Linked DNA regions of Mus musculus: region 1 is linked to region 2. Evidence: chromatin contacts called from public HiChIP or PLAC-seq data. All regions are on one chromosome and are shown on one strand. The core of a region is the stretch at or near the end of the contact, and the rest is flanking DNA. Distances in the headings are between cores, read along the strand shown.

What was found. HiChIP or PLAC-seq counts read pairs in DNA pulled down with a chosen protein or histone mark.
Region 1: a contact with region 2 is called in an H3K27ac HiChIP or PLAC-seq map of embryonic stem cells, with 14 read pairs. The contact joins the enhancer-like site here to the promoter of Renbp in region 2. A contact is called at or near these places in 3 of 39 promoter capture datasets (embryonic stem cells and stem cell-derived epiblast-like cells), 4 of 484 Hi-C or Micro-C datasets (the Ba/F3 cell line, embryonic stem cells and liver), 6 of 115 datasets of contacts at active chromatin or transcription factors (the SCID.adh cell line and embryonic stem cells) and 3 of 9 other capture datasets (adipose tissue, liver and pancreatic islet).

What each region holds. Positions count from the first base shown.
Region 1 is chrX:73,995,585-74,002,955 of GRCm38.p6, forward strand. No RefSeq gene overlaps it. Among named protein-coding and RNA genes, the nearest start is that of Mir5132, 24 kb to the right of the region's middle. Within about 2 kb of position 3,842, at least 184 of the 459 cell types and tissues checked have an H3K27ac peak or open chromatin away from gene starts, as enhancers often do. A contact at or near this core is called in the SCID.adh cell line, adipose tissue, embryonic stem cells and 2 more, where this site is marked.
Region 2 is chrX:73,928,990-73,935,358 of GRCm38.p6, forward strand. Renbp (renin binding protein) reads right to left here and starts at 1,861. Exons shown (of 11, transcript NM_023132.3): 1 at 1,725-1,861; 2 at 1,419-1,528; 3 at 1,198-1,273; 4 at 1,016-1,091; 5 at 692-864; 6 at 127-351. The coding sequence starts at 1,754.

The DNA.
Region 1 (7,371 bases), core at 2,592-5,091, 69 kb after region 2:
ATGGTCATTTTGAGTCTACAGTCAAGACCTCAGTTGGTAACAGGGGATTGGGTGGATCCTCTTCAGCATCTCTTAGTAGCTTTGCTGGCTACTGATACACAGAATAAGGGTCTAAAGCTACCTGATGACATGGAGTAGGGGCAGATGCAGCTCAGGGCCTCTCAGAGATGGGAGAGACATATCTCTTACATCACCTCATGCAATGTAAAAACAATCTGTACTTCAAGCTCAGGCCTGAAATTCCAGAATTAAAAAAGGTTTAGGGACAATTGTTAAGACCTGGAGACCAGCCTATTTGGGATACAGAATGAGACTTTGTCTCAAAGGGATTAAAAAACCAGAAAAAGCAAACAGACTAAAAAAGGTGACTGTTCTTTGGGCTGTGCCTGGACCCTGTAGAAGCCCTTAACAGGTGTGTGTTTTGTTTTGGCTTTTGCTGTATTCTGTTTTTCCTCTGCTTTTTCCTGTGCTTCTCTCCACACTGAGTCTGGCTTGATTGACTAGGCTGGTGTCTAATTTGGACTCAAATCATCTGCCTGCTTCAGCCTCCTCGGTTGCTGCGACTATAGGCAGGCACCTCTATGCCAGGCTTGTAAAGATTCTCATGACTTGAAGTTTCCTTTTTTGTTTTTTTGTTGTTGTTGTTGTTGTTTTCGAGACAGGGTTTCTCTGTGTAGCCCTGGCTGTCCTGGAACTCACTCTGTAGACCAGGCTGGCCTTGAACTCAGAAATCTGCCTGCTTCTGCCTTCTGAGTGCTGGGATTAAAGGCATGTGCCACCACGTCTGGCTTCCTATTTTTCATAGAAAGCTATTTAGTTAATGCAGGATTTCAAATGTATTGGTATAAAGTTACACAGTATTTAGGTTTCTTTTGTTTTCTTTTTGGTGAGGCATGTCTAATATAGTTGAGGCTAGTCTTGAACTCCTACATCCCAAATGCTGGATTACAGGCATTCACTGGCATAGATGGCTAGCATTTAATACTTTCATTTAAAAATTGTTGTGAGGGGGCTGGAGAGATGGCTTGGCGGTTAAGAGCACTGGCTACTCTTCCGGAGGTCCTGAGTTCAATTCCCAGCAACCACACGGCGGCTCTTGGCCATCCATAATGGAATACCCTCTTCTGGTGTGTCTGAAGACAGCTACAGTGTACTCATATAAATAAAATAAATCTTTAAAAAAAATTGTTGTGAGCCACCATGTGGGTGTTGAGAGCTGAACCAAGGTCTTCTGTAAGAACAGTAAATGTTCTTATGATCGTTTTAAAAGCCATTCATGTTTTCTAAGGGTCAGGAGTGTTGCTTAGTGTCAGAGCATACAGTTAGCATGTATAGAATCCAGGGTTCAATCTTCAGCACTGTGATGGTTTGTATATCCTTGGACCAGGGAGTGGCACCATCTGAAGGTGTGGCCTTGTTGGAATGGGTGTGACCTGGTTGGAATGGGTGTGTCACTGTGGGTGTGGGCATAAGATCCTCACCCTAGTTACCTGGAAGTCAGTCTTCTACTAGCAGCCTTTGGATGAAGACATAGAACTCTCAGCTCCTCCTGTGCCATGCCTGCCTGGATACTGCCATGCTCCCTCCTTGATGATAATGGACTGAACCTCTGAACCTGTAAGCCAGCCCCAATTAAATGTTGGTTTTTATAAGACTTGCCTTGGTCATGGTGTCTGTTCATGGCAGTAAAACCCTAACTAAGACAAGCACCAAAAAGTCAAACATATTTTCTGCAGAAGAGCATCAGGCTTACAGATACACATAGAGAAATATATCTAACAGAGGGCTACACATTCTTTTCAAACATACATGAAATAGGAAAATATCATGTAGTAGACCACAAAGAAAAGGCCAGTAAATTATAAGAAGTGGAAATTTGATAGCATTCCTGATGGAAATACAAAGAAAACAGATTAGCCAAGAGGAGATAATAAATAACTCCCTGGAAAACCTCCTAATGAAAATGGAAAATCTCCCTTGTAAATGAATCTCTGCAGGCACTAGTCATGAATGTGGTGCATAGACATACACATGAAATAAAAATTAATTAATCAAAAATAAGGAAATAAAACAATCATGAAGTACAGAAAAGCTTTTAAAAGTCAGATATGCAGGTCAGAGCTGTTAGACATTAGTTTTTATGTAGAAAATATCAAAGACATGTTACCAATGAGAAGAGAATATTTCAACATACATTCATAGACCAGGATTATGGACCTGAAAATATAGAAAAAACTAGACCCACCATGAAGAAGAAAGTACATACTAAAGAAAATCAGACTAAAGATTAAGTATGCAATAAAAGGCCAGTGAAGACAATGAAAGGGACCTGGGTGTAATTTTAATTATTTTAAATCTATTTTTAATGATGGTTCTTAAATGTTTTAACATCTTTTAGCCCACCATCTACCAGAGGTAGTGGCAAAGAAAGGATATGGGGCAAGTGGACCTGTTTAGAAAGGTTCTTTGGAGCAACTCCCATTTGTGTTGTCTGGAAATCGGCAGTTTCGTTTAGAGGTCAGCAGTGGCAGCTCCGTCTACTCACAAACACTTCATGGGTACACCAGCAGTCCAGGTCCATAGAGTCAGGACAGCAGACAGGAATCAGCAGCAGTGGCACTACCAACAGAGACAGCCAGGCCTCTGCCTAGGCACAAGTCAGTAGGAAGGAGGGACTAAGAAGGACACCAAGAGAAGTTCTAGGTTGTGACTCTCTCATTCTGCCAATCATCCTGAGTCCTTGGAAGCTGCAAGAAACTGTAGCAACATCACCAGAAGGTTTTTGGTGCATTTCTCTCTATGGAGTCCCAACAAATGCAGCTCAACTACATAATGAAAGGTGGACCAATACATGTGTGTCATTAGCAAAGAATCCTTCATCACGTGCTTGCGTTAGCAGAACATACTTCCTCCTGTCTGCTTCAGCTAAAAGTTCCTTCATGAGTCTGCCTTAGCCTTTCACCTGTGTCCACTTTAAGGAAACATTCCTTCATGTGTTTGCCCCAGCAAAACACCACCTAACATAACTGACTTTCCAAGGAACCATTAAGTTTCCACCTCACCTGGGAATGTAGCTCAATTCAGAAAGTGCTGCACAAGGCCCTGGGTTCGAACCTCAGTCTGCACAAACCAGGTGTGGTAGCACAAAGCACTCTCAAGGATGCAGGAGAATCAGAACTTCAAAGCCACCCTCAGCTTCATAGGAAGCTAGAGGCCAGCCTGAGTAACAAGAAAACGTTATCTCAAGACAACAATCAAAAAGGCAAATTCCACAAGGAAACCTGCTGATTTTTTTTATTTTCGAGGCAGGATTTCTCTGTATAGCCCGAGCTGTCCTGGAATTCCCTCTGTAAACCACCAGTTTGGCCTCAAACTCACAGGGATCCATCTGCCTCTGCCCCCAGAGAGTTGGGATTAAAGGAATGTTACTATGCCCACTTACACCTAATTGTAAGCTGATTAAAAGAGAAGGAGTGGAAGAAGGAAAGGGAGGGAAGAAGAGAGAAGTAGGGAGGGAGAAAGGGGAAGGGGGAGGGGGCAGGGAGAGGGAATGCCCAACCCCCTGACAACATGTAAATAAGTAACAACAATGGGTTTTTTCACTTTCTAGATTTGCAAAGGTGATCCTTTTGCTAATGTCTAATGCTTTAGAGGCCACTATGGCTACATCTATTAAGAGTCAGCATTCTCTTTTCTAAACATATACTTGTTCTAGACAATAAAAGAAAGCAGGCAACATGGTAGCAACATGGGAGCTGCTTCTGACCCAAGCTGGCTTCACTGCTGCTGTCTTGCTGTCTTGCTCAATGGTTGCCTTAGAAACAAGCTGGGGAGAGGGGGAGTCATTTATCTCCAGCAGCCATTAAAGCAGTGACTCAGCAGAAAACCGAACCCAAGAGAGAGACTTCCAGTCGCTGCTTTTGCCTGACTTTAATTCTCTCTGAGAAAAACAACAGTGAGGGCATATTTCCAGTGTGACAGCTGCAGTCTTGACGATATGATTTTTTAAAATGAATAAAGGCGGTAGAAAGATGCAATCCTTCTCTTCTGGTTTCTAAGTGAGCAGAGTAGCTTCCCCTAACCCTGCCCCCATAGATTAACAGTCCCTTTCACGTCCAGATTGTCTTTATCTCTACTTAATATGCAATCTCTACTGACTACAGCTTCATTCTAGACCCTCCTGCTGACAGTGTAAAACAAGCTTTCTTTTACAAAGGTTTGCTCAAGACAGTTTTAGCAACTGGCGTTCTATAGACCACAGCATGGCTCTCGTAGATTTTTAGAAAAGAGAAGGAATAATAATAAATAATAATAATAATAATAAATGGGCCGGGTGTGGTGGCGCACGCCTTTAATCCCAGCACTCGGGAGGCAGAGGCAGGTGGATTTCTGAGTTCGAGGCCAGCCTGGCCTACAAAGTGAGTTCCAGGACAGCCAGGGCTAAACAGAGAAACCCTGTCTTGAAAAACCTAAAAAAAAAAAAAAGAAAAAAAAAGAAAAACTACTAAAGGAAACATTACTAAAACATTACTGGTCCTGTTGCTGAGTTATCAGTCATATTTAAACTCAGAAAGCCAGGTGAGGTGATGCCTACATTTAGGAAGCAGAGGCAGGCAGGAGGATCAATATTTGAGGCCAGCTTTGGCCAACCTTGTCTCAAACAAACAACCAAACCTAAACCCTAGGAATAAACAATTCAACTGAAAAACTAAGGGCCAAACATTGGGTTTGATCCGATGTTGTTCTGCTTTGACTGGGGCCAGACCTGACTAGAAGGAGGGTAAACCAAAGGGAGTTTAACATCTGAGATGGGAAGGTCAAAGATTAGTTTTGGCAAGTGATCCTTTGTAGTGAGAATTCTGGAATTTTGGTTTCTTTAAAAAACCACAGAAATAGAATGTGTGTTTGTTTTAATCCCAGGTGTGGAATATGGGGCTACTTTGGACTGTCTGCAGTGGCTATGATATGCCTCATGCTCTAGCAGGGGCATGGTTTTGCCAGCTGCAGATAGTTTCTGTGATTGTGTGACATTTGGAATTCTGGGAATTTTTCAGAGGGTATATAAATGCTAGAGGCCCATAGGCAGAGTTGGTGGTTGGTGGTCATTTGGTGGGGGTTGGTGGGGGTTGGTTGAAACAAAAGGAAAGAAAATAGATTCAGAGATCTCTCCCCGCTCCTCTATTCTTCTTTCTCTCCTACCTAGTGGTAGGGGGTGAAATAGGGGGAGATAAAGGGTGGGAAAAAGAAGAACCCACAAAGTACCAAAGGCCAGCTACAGTGGAGGCTGACCTTGAACTCCTGATCTTTCTGCCTCAGCCTCTGGAGTGCCAGGATTATGAGCATACACCACCACATGTTTGCTTTCTTTTTTAAAGGGTATTTTACTGGGTCTAGAAATCTAGGTTGGCCGTTTTTCAGCACATTTAAAGATGTCTATTACCTTCCATTGTTTGTCTTGAAACATTATATTCTTTCCTTCCAGGTACTTTAAATAGTTCCTTGTCTTTAAGTAGTTAAACTGTGATGTGACTAAGTGTGATTCTCAGACTTATTTTGCTTAGTGGTTGTAATCTGTGGTTTTGATATGTTTGGGGAAATTCTCAACTAGTGCCTCTGCAAATACCGTTTTTATCTTTTCCTTTTGCCGTTGGAGGAATAAGCACCTTATGTCTTATTCATATTGTTATCCAGTGCCTGCAGTTCAAGAGAGAATATCCTGGCCAGGCTTGGTGACACTCACTTGTAATTCAAGCTCTCGAGAGGTGAAGGATCAGGAAGGAGTTCAAGGTTATCCTTGGCTACAAAATAAGTCTGAGGGTATCCTGAACTTCATGAGACCTTGTTTTGAAACAAAACAACAAAAAGCCCAGTGCCCTGCCAGAAAGAGCACTCCCTAGCTCATACCCAGGAAGTTGAGCCAGAATTGTTGGAGTTCAAGGTCAGCCTGGGGTACAAAGCAGACTCCTATGTCAACACCCTTCTCATACACACTAAAGGAAAGAAAAACAATAGCCTGTAGTTATATTAATGCCAGATAAAGCCAACTTCTGAAGGGACATTACCAAGGACAGAGGGGTAGTTTATAACAATAAAAAGATAAATTAAGAATACGTGTGTTCTGTGGCTGGAGAGATGGCTCAGTGGTTAAGAACACTGACTGCTCTTCCAGAGGTCCTGATGTCAATTCTCAGCAACCACATGGTGACTCACAACCGTCTGTAATGGGATCCGATGCCCTCTTCTGGGGTGTCTGAAGATAGCTACCTTGTATTTACATTAAATGAATAAATAAATAACTAAATTTTTTTAAAAAAAAAGAATAAATGTATTCAATGAAAGAGCTTCAAAATTCCTGCAACACAAATCTAGCAGAGTGGAAAGAAAGAAATGTGAATCCACAGTTACAGGTGAACACTGCAAAAACTTTCTCAGGCGGGGCGTGGTAGTCCATGCCTTTAATCCCAGCACTTGGGAGACAGAGGCAGGCGGATTTCTGAGTTGGAGGCCAGCCTGAGTTCCAGGACAGCCAGGGCTATACAGAGAAACCCTGTCTTGAAAAAAAAAAAACAAAAAAAAAAAAAAAGAAAAAAGAAAAAAAAGAAAAAAAAGGAAAAAAAAACCTTTCTCAGTTTGTAAGACAGAATGGGGAGATGGATAATTATTGAGGACATTGAGAGTTGTATTGCTCTAAGAAGTACTTTGAAGGACTCAACACAGAGCATGCTCCTCAACTACAGAATAGGGACTCATCAAACACACAGGGCACCTTGCAAAGCTGACCATATGCTATGTCTTAAAACAAGTTTCAATTAAATTAATTGTGACTACAATGGAATCACATGAAAAACCAACAGCAAGAAGATAATGGTATCCTTCTGTATTTATAGTATTCTATCAATGGATCCAATTAACCAACATTTCTTTTGAAGCTTAATGATAATTTTATAATATAATTGTATTAGAGTTTAAAAGAAATTTTTCAGGCTGGAGAGATGGCTCAGCAGTTAAGAGCACTGACTGCTCTTCCAAAGGTCCTGAGTTCAATTCCCAGCAACCACATGGTGGCTCATAACCATCTGTAAAGAGATCTGATGCCCTCTTCTGGAGTGTCTAAAGACAGCTACAATGTACTTACATATAATAAATAAATAAATCTTAAAAAAAAAGAAAAATTTCAGAGCAGGCAAGATATACATTTCAGCAGGTCCCCATAGAATGGAAAAGAAAAGGAAAACAGGTATTCCAGTTGAGTTAAGCTAGCTTGGAAATCAAGTACATGGTGGACAGATAGGCACATGGCCAGGAGGGGAAATTCAGAGAAAAAGTAAGTAAGCCCAAAGTATCAGAAAAAGCATCCTATAAAACACTCTT
Region 2 (6,369 bases), core at 611-3,110:
ATCAAGACCTCCTTTCCATAGCTCAGAATGTGTCTGTTGCTCTGGCCTCTTCTGTCTTAGGACACACCCATTTCCGCCCTCAGCAAGCTGGGCTCCACCTTCCTGAGGACCCTGGGTTGTGCCTACCTGGACATGCTGAAGAATCCTGTGGACACACCAGTCCCCTAGTTCTGCATACATGTTGGTCAGCTCCTCATCTTCTTCTCCAAGCTGCTCCACCAGGCTGAGCAGCATCATGGGCACTGCCATGGGCTCTGTGGCCAGTGCCCCTGAGAGCTGAGGCCGGCCCAACCCAGCCGGGTCCTCCCGTACCCAGTGGATGATCTGATCCATCATCTCTATGGCTTCACTCTGTGAGGAGACCAGAGAGGCTGCCCTGTCCCAGCACATACTTCTTCCCCCAAGGACTCAGGGCTCAGCTTCTTCTCCCAATACTATTTTCGGGGACTCTGGGATTCAGGTCACTCTCAGGCAGAAGGGCCCAGTGAAGAAAGCGAAAACCTTTTCTACCTGGACACAGGGCACTGTTTGCCCAGGGTCCCTTTAGGGTTAGGGTTAGAGAGCGCTGAGGAAACATGTGGTCACAAAATGGTAGGAAACGAGTAAATGGGTCTTGTGGCAGGTTCCCAGGCCTGTCATTAGAGTACACTCATGTCCAACAGCCTGTGATCCCCTACAGGCTCCTACATACCTGATAACGCACTTCCCCCGTTACTTTCCACAGTTCATTCATGGCCATGGTGTAGAAGCACTCGCTGAAAATGGTCCGCTGCACCTTCACTGGCCGGCCATCCCGAGTCAGCACAAAAGCACATTTCTTGCCAGGTGGTGCCACCCGGGCATAACGCAGCAAAAATTCACCACCTGGTGGTTGGAAAGTATGCATGGTAGGTAAGGACTCTGAATATACTGCCTCTTGGAACCTGCCAGTCCCTTTCCTCTTCTAGAGCCCTTTAGATACATTGAATACATAACCCACTGAAGCCCCTGGGGAGATAGGGCTAGGAGAGGGGACCTGCTCTTGCTGCATCCAGAAGCTCAACACGGCGGAAGCGCTCAAAACTGCGGTATAAGCGACAATACATCCATACCTGTGAGGGAACACAGTTTAGAGAGGAGTAGCTGGGGTGGAGGGAATCCTAAGTATCCCTGGGTATACCCTATTGTTGTGTGAACACCTTAAGTGTGCAAACTGACCTGCCTCCCCTGCAGCCAAACATATTTGAGGTGATCATATACCTTCCCATCACGGCCAAGACATGTGAAGAAGCCCCTGTGAGACAAGTGTTGTCAGAAAGTGAAGGAAAGAGCCGTTCTCCATAGCTTCACTACTCTCCTCAGGTCAGTAGATCTGTGTGTCACCTCCAAGTGAGATAGGGGGAGGGGGGCCCTAGGAGGATCATGGCAGGATAGCTAACCCGTGTTCCTGGTCATGGGAATGCTCCATCCAGAAAGCGATCACACGATCAAGCTCTTGTTCCACACGCTTCTTCCAGACCTGCAGTGTCTCCCGTTCCTTCTCCATGTCCTGTGAAGTGAATCAGGGCAGAGCAGGGAAGCACAGCTCTTCCTTCACAGGGACTTCCTGAACCAACTCGAGTAGGCCCCAGAGCTACTTGATTCCACCCCACCACCACAGGGCCTCGAGCCAAGGATACAGTACTCCCACCTCTTCAATGGGCTTCTGACCCCACCATTAGTTGGAACCATCCACTACCACATACCTGTAACATTAGGAGTCCTAGGTCCATCATCTGCTTTCCTCCAGGAATTCAGACTTGGTCGCGATCCCGTGACTATCACTCAGCTGACCGAGCAGTGTCCCACCCACCTGATCCTCTTCAGAGTTCCGAAGGGCCCCGAGTTGGGGGCGGGACGAAGGGCGGGGTTTCAAACCCCGCCTTCTGCTCTTCTAGGCCTGGACTGAGCAGTCAAGCTCTAGATCCCCCTGGTGGGAACTGGGTGAGGAAGTCTGGCCTTATGAGGAGGGAGTAGGTAGGAGACTGAATCTGGGCCTGGCAGCTGAGGCTGGTGATCTCAACAGATTGTGAAGTTAGGGTGCCCCTGGAATGACTGAATCCTGAGACCCTGTGACCCCATATTGTCGGCAAGCCCTTTCCTTTAGCTTCAGCTGTCTGAGTCCAGTAATTTACAACCATTAGCCCTGGTTGCCAGTTGCTGGATACTTCACCCCCAAGGATGATTCTGGAAAAACAGGTGATAACCATGCAGAGTAGAGTGGGCATCCTCCAGCTCTCTGGCCCTTCCTCCTAGGTACACAGTATAGGTTGGCTCTGTGACAGGCTGGTTAATCTGTTCCCCATTCTTGCTACCCACTGGGCACCCTCATTGCTCAGCAGAATTCTGTGGAGTGAGAATTTCAACCAGAATGCCAGAGGTACTTGTTCTGATTTTCTTTTGTCTTTTTTTTAAAACATTTTTTAAGATTTATTTATTATTTATTATATGTAAGTACACTGTAGCTGTCTTCAGACACTCCAGAAGAGGGCGTCAGATCTCATTACGGATGGTTGTGAGCCACCATGTGGTTGCTGGGATTTGAACTTCGGACCTTCAGAAGAGCAGTCTGGTGCTCTTACCCACTGAGCCATCTCACCAGCCCTTCTTTTGTCTTTTTTTATTTGTTTGTTTGTTTTTTCGAGACAGGGTTTCTCTGTGTAGCCCTGGCTGTCCTGGAACTCACTCTGGGGACCAGGCTGGCCTCGAACTCAGAAATCTGCCTGCCTCTGCCTCCCAAGTGCTGGGATTAAAGGCGTGAGCCACCACTGCCTGCATTTTCTTTTGTCATTTTATTTTATGTTTCAGTGTTTTGTTGTTGTTGTTGGTGGTGGTGGTTTATTTTTTGTTTGCTTTTGCTTTTGCCTCTATGTATGTCTGTGCACCACATGCATGCAGTATCCTTAGAGGCCAAAAGAGGGTATTGGATCCTCTGGACCTGGACTTACAGCTGGTTGTGAGTCTCCACGTGGGTTCTGGAAATGGAACCTGGGGCCTCTGGAAGAACAGACAGTGCACTTAACTGCTGAGTCATCACTCCAGTTCCTTGAACATGTTCTTAATGATGGACTGCAACCCAGGAGTGTAAAGTAACTAGACTTCCTGACTCATCAATGCTGCTTTGGGAGTTGGTCAGTAAAAAGAATTCAGTTTCTAGATATGGTTATGTTCTTGTGCTACCTGCCCCTTCCCAGCTGTGTGTTGACTCATTTCGCAATGACTGCTACTTTCCAGGTTATGGCTACTGGGTGGCTCTGCAGGTTGTAGAATGGCTCTTTCATCCTGAAACACTTCATCTTTATGGTGTTTAGGAATAAGCCTGATCTCAGTGTCTGTTAAGTATCTGCTGAAGCTGCTCTGTTCATCTTTACCCTTAGCCTAGGTCATGCCCAGGGACCTTGGCTCTGTATCCAGGAAAGCTTGCATGCTGTTATTTAAGCTGTATTTATCCATCTTCATTGTCTCCCAGCTTCTCTTACACACATATCATCCCTTTCAAGCTCAGCCAAGTTAAGAGCATTGGTATGATAGAATGGGTGGTTCCCTGGCCCTGAGTCTCATGGGAATAGGGTGATGCAAAGCTATGATGCCTTTCTCCCCAGGAGCTCAGTTTGCTAGTTTGTTTGCAATAGGGTCTCATGTATCACAGGATACCTTGAACTCTATTAACCAAGAATGGTTTTGAACTCCTGCTCCTTTGCGTTCACCTCTCAGGGCTGGGACTACAAGTGTGTTGCATCACATCCAGCTTCAAGCTGCACCAAAGCACTTCTGATATATTCCTTTAAAATATTTTTAATTATATTAATTATATGCATGTACGCATGTGTCTGTGTGGGTGGGTTGTCCATGGAGGCCAGAGGCATTGAATCCTCCTGGAGCTGCTCAATGAAGAAGCTTGAGGACTGAACTCTGGTCCTTTGCAAGAGCAGTATACTCTTTACTTGCCCATCCTTCTAGCCCTCTATATTGCCTGCCTTCCAGAGTGGGATGAGAAGGTGAGCACAGGGAAGAAGGGTAGCTCCATAGGTAACAGCTACAGGAGTAGGGTGGGAAAAAGAACCCTTGCATTTCTCCCAGGCTAAATGTCCACATGTCTTAGCAAATCTGCACAGGACAACTTACCTCTGCTGACCCATGTCCTCCTATCCCTGGACATTGTTCTCAAACCTCCTATCTGAAGGACAGTGTATTGCTCCTCTTCCTGGGCCTGTGGCAAGCTTTTAGTGAGAATTCTGGAATTTACTTTAAAACCACATGACTATTATAAGAATGTGCTTTTGTTTTAATCCCAGGTATAGGGATATGGGGCTGCTGTAGACTTGTTTGTAGCAGCTCACCATGATTTTGCCCCATGCTGCCACAGAGGCATGGCTCTGCCAGCTGCAGATAATTTCTGTGATTGTGGATGTTTGGAATTCTAGGAACTTTTCAGAAAATATACATATACATATATATATATATATATATATATATATATATATATAAATACAAGGACCCCCGAGAGGTAAGGTTGGTGAATGTTGGTCATTTATGGAGATTGGTTGCAGTTTGTTAGTAGCAGTGGTCAAAGAAGAAACAAAAAGAAATTACATTCAGGGATTTTCCTAATTCCTCTCATCTCTATCCTTGTTCCTCTCCTATTTAGTGTTAGGGGGATAAACTGGAGGATAAAGGGTGAGGAAAAAAGAGCCCACAATGTAGCAAAGACCAGCTACATAGGTTAGTGGAACTTTCCTTTGCTCTCTTTACTGACAGGATACCTTCAAAAAACAAACTGTAGTAAGTTTTGGTTTATTTAAAAATCCAGTTATGTTATATGAATGTTTGTGTTTTATCCCAGGTGTGGGATATAGGGCTATTTCATTTCATCCACAGCATCAACTATGATTGTCTTATGCTCTTGATGGGGGTGGGGGCGCATGATTTTTGCCAGCTGCAGATAGTTTAATTTTGGGGACTCTGGAGAGAGTATAAATTCAAGATCCCCTGTAAATGAAGAAAATACCTAATTAAAAAAAATTCAATATCCAAGAAGGCCTGCTGTGGCTACTGTTCCTCCTTCCTGCTGAGGGTCCTGCCCCCCATCCCTGCTGTTGGATTTGCTATTGCTGGATGGCTGTTGTGCTGGGCTGCTGAATATTCTGATGACAAAGACTGGACTTGCCCCATGAAACAGGATGACCCTAATGAGCAGGAAGTAGTCTATTTTGTTGGCTGAAAGAGGTTGCTTCCTTTCCCCTCTAACCTTTCTCTCCTACCTAGTGTTGGGTTGGAAAGAAAGTAGAGATATAGGAATTCAATCAAAATATATATGCCAACAAGTGGTGCCCAGATGTAGGGATTATGGGAAACGCAGTTTCTCATGCTGTAGAGGACACATCAGGGTATGAAGGGATTAATATACTGTTTCAGAATGTCAGCAAAAGGTTTACTACAGCGGCGGCGGCTGGGTTCTCTCCCACTTTGTTCCCACAGGGGGTTTTCTATTTCTTTGTCTTCTTCATGTTTTCCGTTTCAAAAAAGTTTGGGAGACTGGCTGAATAATAGGAAAAGTTGTGAATGGATATGGAGGGGTCTGAAAAACAACAACAAAAATGTATGAAATAGGAAAACCAGAAGGGTCACTCTAGTCTCTCATTTGAAAGAATTGCAGAGATGGCCGTGAAACTGGAGAGTACAGGTTGAAATGCTTGAGAAGTGGGTAGTTCTGGAAAAGATAAAAAACGGTTCAGACTACCAAACAAACAAACAAAAACCCAAAACAATAAAAAGCGGGGCGTGGTGGCGCACACCTTTAATTCCAGCACTTGGGAGGCAGAGGCAGGCGGATTTCTGAGTTCAAGGTCAGCCTGGTCTACAAAGTGAGTTCCAGAACAGCCAGGGCTACTCAGAGAAACCCTGTCTTGGGGGAAAAAAAAGGCTTTTGATCTTAAATTGTAGGTCGAGAGCAGGAGATAGGAAGAATAACCTTATCTCAGACAGATGGCCTTGATCTAGTCTAAGAACAGGGCAGGAGATAAGAAACACTGTCTCACCTGATTTTTAGATTGCTTTAATTGCTTTAATTATCAAAATGCATGTGGTTATAAAGTTTGATGGTTATGATATTAGAAATCCTCTGGGAGAGAGGTCAAGCTACTAAATTGAGTCAGTCTATATCTTTGATGATTTCAGGTTACTGGACCAAGGACATGGTATTTTGGGAGAGAGGTTCTGTATTTGTGTTAATAAGAAAGAAGGAAGGGCTTTGGACCCCTTCCAGAGTGATATGGATCAGATATGACAGGGGAAGACTCCCCTGAAGATCTTGACTATAGAAAAAAAATTTCAAGAAAATCAAACAAGACA